Regions from separate parts of the Mus musculus genome. Here region 2 is linked to region 1. The links are chromatin contacts, called in public promoter capture Hi-C maps. All regions are on one chromosome and are shown on one strand. The core of a region is the stretch at or near the end of the contact, and the rest is flanking DNA. Distances in the headings are between cores, read along the strand shown.

The links. Capture Hi-C pulls out chosen DNA fragments and counts their contacts.
Region 2: a contact with region 1 is called in a promoter capture Hi-C map of liver. The contact joins two enhancer-like sites. A contact is called at or near these places in 4 of 115 datasets of contacts at active chromatin or transcription factors (effector CD8 T cells, embryonic stem cells and oligodendrocyte precursor cells) and 3 of 9 other capture datasets (adipose tissue, liver and pancreatic islet).

What each region holds. Positions count from the first base shown.
Region 1 is chr7:79,293,317-79,296,016 of GRCm38.p6, reverse strand. Abhd2 (abhydrolase domain containing 2) reads right to left here. Exons shown (of 11, transcript NM_018811.6): 2 at 1,410-1,509. Among named protein-coding and RNA genes, the nearest start is that of Gm39041, 4.3 kb to the left of the region's middle. Within about 2 kb of position 1,421, at least 44 of the 459 cell types and tissues checked have an H3K27ac peak or open chromatin away from gene starts, as enhancers often do. A contact at or near this core is called in liver, where this site is marked.
Region 2 is chr7:79,375,339-79,378,192 of GRCm38.p6, reverse strand. Rlbp1 (retinaldehyde binding protein 1) reads left to right here. Exons shown (of 9, transcript NM_001173483.1): 7 at 808-966; 8 at 2,186-2,296; 9 at 2,475-2,854. The coding sequence ends at 2,633. Among named protein-coding and RNA genes, the nearest start is that of Rlbp1, 10 kb to the left of the region's middle. Within about 2 kb of position 1,527, at least 12 of the 459 cell types and tissues checked have an H3K27ac peak or open chromatin away from gene starts, as enhancers often do. A contact at or near this core is called in liver, where this site is marked.

The DNA.
Region 1 (2,700 bases), core at 172-2,671:
AGACAAGAGCTCCCGGGTACTGGTTAGTTCATATTGTTGTTCCACCTATAGGGTTGCAGTTCCCTCCGCAAACTGTCTTAATACTTCACTTTTGAAGGTAAGCACTCTCTTGTATACAAAGCATACACACACCATTTCAGACACATAAAACCAAACATCAACAACACCATCTAGTATTTTCCTAACATCAGCTGTGGCCTTAAGAATTAGGCTAACCAGCCAGGCATGGTCATACACCTGGATCGGGAGTTCAAGGCCAGCCTGAGCCATATGACATCCTGTCTCACAATGAAATGGGGGGAAGGTTAGCACAAAACTAACAAAAAGAGAAAATGCAATTCTCATAGCTCCGGTAACTATGGTAACTGCTTTCTCTGGAATGATTTCAACTAGCCGCTGCTAAAAACAGTTACGAGAACCCTGGCAGCCAATGATGGAGACGAACCGGGCAGGGTGAAAAAAAATCTCCAAAATGTGTATAATAGACTGAAGGCTCCGGACACCTAAAGAAACTCCAGAGGGGCCTTGGAGACTCCTCTAAGGTGACACAGACACAGGACCAAAAACGTTTTGGGAAATCTCTGGCAAGATCTCCAGTCTGGTGAGAAACAGATCAAAGGCCACAGCCTCTTACACAGCGTTCTGTAAACTTCCCAGAGGGCTGGCAAGATGGTTCAGTGAGTAAAGGCGCTTGCTGCCAAGCCTAATGACCTGAGTTTGATTCCCAGAACCCGCATGGAAAGAGGAAAATGACCGTCACCAGCAAGTTGGCCCCTGACTTCCACACATGCGCTGTGCCATGAACACAGCCACACATAAAAGAAATGCTTTTTAAAAAGCTTTAAAAGTTAAGGTTGCCCTCCACTACATAGCCACACTCAAGGCCAGCTGGGAACACATGAATCCCTTAATAATAAAATAATAATAATAAATTTAAAAGACAACATCTCTGACCTAATTTTGGGTTTCTTTTGGTTTTGCTGCTGCTGGTGGTAGTGTTTCTGAGACAGGGTTTCTCTGTGTAGCCCTGGCTGTCCTGGAACTCACTCTGTAGACCAGGCTGGTCTTAAACTCAGAAATCCACCTGCCTCTGTCTCCCGAGGGCTGGGATTAATGGTGTGCATCACCATGACCATCCCTGAAACCGTGGCTTGAAAGAAAAGCAGAAGTGAACAATCTACAGGAGATCCCACAGCGTCCCTGACTTCCGTGCTGGTGAAATGGAAGTAACCTTTACATGTCTCTCTGTCCTTGTGGGAGCGAGAACAGAGGCCGGCCATGCTGGTTCTCCCAGTCTCCTTGCTGCTCAAGTCTAGCAACTCATCGAAAGCTCCTTCCCACACAGGCATTGTTTGCTGTAACACATGGGAGGTGAAACAAAGGCGAGAGCGAGTCTCTGAAGTACATACCTATGTCGCTTATTCCTCTCTCGGAGAATACGGGCTTTCCTTGAAGGGGTGTCCAGGTGGGCCAATCAGATCTGATCTTATATTCAAATTAACCTAAAAGCTAAAAAGAATGGGATTCGGGTGAGGTTTTACAGGAGGAGAAAGAACCCTTTCTTTTTGTTGTTCGGAGACAGAGTCTCCGTAGCAGCCCTAACGGGTGTTGAACTCATGGCACTCCTCTTACCTACCCCCACCCCCCAAGCTCTGGCATTAGGGCATGTGCCATCATGCCTGGCCAAGAACCTATTTTAATGAGAACATGATCAGTCTACCTTTCCTTCTCTGCACTTAAAGTCTTTAAGGAAAGGGCGATTTCTTTAATTCATGTGTCTGCCATGGTCTCGGACGCTCTCACAAACTGGCTCTGGGGGGCTGTGTGGGCCCTCAGCCCCGCAGTGCTCACTGGTGCTGGAGAAAGATTTCTTCTGACTACAGCAAACTCTAGCTGCTTTTACCCTTTGTCCCATGACCTGCTCTGTAGCAGTGCTGACAGGATAGGTGTCATCGCTGTGACCACTGACCTAACTGAGAAGTCTTCAGAGCGAGAAAGACATGGAGAAAAAGCAAAGTCAGGAGCAGTATGGAGGACAAACAGAAGACCCCAGAGGCTGGCCCCGAGTGACAGGTGTACAGGCGTATGTGCTGGGTTCAAGCTCCATTTGTTTCCGATTCACCACACTTCAATGACTTAAGATGAAAGGCCGCTGAAAGAGAGGCTCAACTACCCCTCACTGCGATCCTGCTCTACCTCAAATCTGTATGAGCTTTCCATAGTTCGAACGAGCCCCAGGGGCCAGGGTGCAGTGAGGCAGGAACTGCAGAGCAGTGTCCCCAGCCACATCACAGGCCACCTGAGCTCAGCAGCAGGATGAAAACAAGGCTCAGCCCAGATTTAAGCTGCTGCTGCCCCACGGCCTGGTGTTAGCTTTGCCTGACTTTGGTAGTGGCGGTGAGACCTAGGTCCCCTGTGTCAGAATTTCTTTTATGTAAAAGAAGAGTTTACACCACCATTATTTATGGATGCTTTTACTATACAATTTCCAATGACACATACAGAAATACTATATACCTACATCTCTGTGATGCTAGAAGGGTCAACTCTAGGTGCAAGATATTTAAATTGCTACTTCTCAGAGTGTTTTCATATATTTTTCAAAGTTCACAATGACTTTTAACTATTTTTGTTGCTAGAGAAAAGGCTTAAGAGTTGGGGGTGGAACCCAATGGTAGGACACTTCTAAAAGGTGCAAGG
Region 2 (2,854 bases), core at 278-2,777, 82 kb before region 1:
GGTGTTAGGAGGAGCTCTTGTTCAAGGCTAGCCAGCTGAACAGTTTTCAAGGCCAGTCTAAGCTATAAAATAAGACCCTTAAAAAAAAAAAAAAAGAAGAAGAAGCTGAGCAGTGGTGGCACACGCCTTTAATCCCAGCACTTGAGAGGCAGAGGCAGGCGGATTTCTGAGTTCGAGGCCAACCTGGTCTACAGAGTGAGTTCCAGGACAGCCAGGGCTACACAGAGAAACCCTTTCTCGAAAAAAGGAAAGGAAAGGAAAGGAAAGGAAAGGAAAGGAAAGGAAAGGAAAGGAAAGGAAAGGAAAGGAAAGGAAAGGAAAGGAAAGGAAAGGAAAGGAGATAGAACTCAGTGGTAAATGCTTGTCTAGCATGCTAAGACTCTACTGTTGATTTCCTGCACCAACAAACAACCAAACCCATCAAGGGCATTAAACTTCACGGAGAATGAGTTCCCCATGTTGTTAATCTTTGACATCACTTTCAGTGTTCCCAGTAGTCCACAGCTTAAAGCTTCCCTTATTTCCTTCCTTTCTCACCAGGTGCTGGATGTAAGAGCGCTGGGATAAACTCATGAATGTGACATTCAGGGTTATTGTATTGGCATGTATTCAGTGAGGAGGAAGTCCTACATGGACACCTCTGCAGTGAGGAATGTGCTAGCAGGCTCTCCACTCAGGACCCTGAGGTGGAATCATCTCCCTGGGTTGGATCTTAAACCCCGCTTGCTGAGCTTCTAGCTCTCTGATGCTGGGTGTCCACTCTAGAGCCTTATGACCAAGCCACATGCCTGACCTCTGTGCTTCTAGATCTTACAGGCATATTGTTTCATTTTGGAGAAACTGCTGGAAAATGAGGAAACCCAAATCAACGGCTTCTGTATTGTTGAGAACTTCAAGGGCTTCACCATGCAGCAGGCAGCAGGGCTCCGCCCCTCGGATCTCAAGAAGATGGTGGACATGCTCCAGGTGAGGCCTCAGAACTTCTCACAGGCAGGGAGGCTTGGCCTAACTTCTCAGTTTCATGATGCAGGAAGGGACCTCTGACAATCTAGCGTCATCCAGAGCAGCAACAACCATAACGTATCTCAGCCACAAACTCTTGCCCGGCAATAGAGCCTGGTTTCATTGTCTAGCCCATATCTTCTGCTCCGTCTTACAAACCCAGAAACGAGGAACAAAGATTAAGTGACTTTGCAAGTTCATACACAGATAAAGTGGCAGAATCAGTCTGCAACCTCAGGCTGTTTGCCCATGTATATCCTGCTGCCTCTTTTTGCTTGAGTGCTTATCCTGAGGAAGAAATCTCTCAGCCCCCTCTGATTCCTTTATATGCTGGTATTCCCCCCACCCCCCATCCCCACCCCACCGGCTGTTCTTCGAGCTACCTTCTATTTGCATGTGGATTGGGAAATGGGGAGGCCTGACCATGATGTCCTAATAGTTTACAATGGTTTGAAGTCCACCCAGTGGACAAGTGGTTTGAAAACAACCCAGTCCCCAGGCTGAGGACACTTCTCAGTTGGTAGAGTGCTTCGCTAGCATACACAGAGCTCTGAGTTTCCTCTCCAGCACTGGCCAGTATGGCACATGCCTATAATCCTAGCACTCAGAAGGAAGAGGCAGGAGGATTAGAAGTTCAAAGTCATAAGTCAATCATATCATAAGGCCAGCTTTGAATACACACGAGACCCTGTCTCAAAAAAAACCAAACAATATCAACACACACACACACATACACACACACACACACACACACACACACACACACACATGTAAATACACCACCATATACATACAATCACCAAATAACCAAAGAAAGGGTAACATTTCATTCTCTTTAAAAAAAAAAACTAATTCTAAGATTTCATTTTTGTTTTTGTTTTTCATCATGGGACAGCTTTAGGTTGTATTACTTGCACAGTATCTTCTCTGTACCTTGGATCCAAAAATGAAGCCAAGGTTCTCTGGTGGCTGGCCCTAGGATGGGCTACATGTGGTGCTAGACAAGTCAGTCCTCGCTCCATGAGGAGAGACTGTGAGAACGTGTGTGTGTGTACGCATGTGTATGTGCATGTGTGTGTGTGTGTGTGTGTGTGTGTGTGTGTGTGTGTGTATGTGTTAGTGAGTAGGAGCCTTTGAGACCATTGGGGTGATGGGGCTGGGGGGAATCTCTCTGTCACTGCAGGATTCATTCCCAGCCAGGTTCAAAGCTATCCACTTCATCCACCAGCCATGGTACTTCACCACCACCTATAATGTGGTCAAGCCCTTCTTGAAGAACAAGCTGCTACAGAGGGTGAGTGTGTGGCTGCCTCCCAACCTTTCCAAAGACTGATCCCAATTTGGGTGAATAATCCTGGACAGCACCACAAGGAGGCTGTAGAGAGAGACGTCACGTGACAAAGATGGGAGGCTGTGCCTTGGTCTCCCCTCCCCCATCCTTCTGCTCAGTTGCCCTGCTCCCTTCTCTGCAGGTCTTTGTTCACGGAGATGACCTGGATGGCTTCTTCCAGGAGATTGATGAGAACATCCTGCCTGCTGACTTTGGGGGTACACTGCCCAAGTACGACGGCAAAGTTGTTGCTGAGCAGCTCTTTGGTCCCCGGGCTGAAGTTGAGAACACAGCCTTATGAGGAGATGCCCTGCCATGGGATCCGTATTAGCATCCCAGTCCTTCTTCAGCTTTCCTGAACCCAAGTCCGGGGACAGGAATGCCTGAAGGGACTGTTTTCCCAGACTTCCCTAGGTTTAGGAACGCTCTAGTGGCACCTCATCCCAAACCGACCTAGAGGGCAGTGAGGCAGGGGAATGCCTTTCATCGGGAGATATGTGGGGCAGTTAAATTCCCACCTGC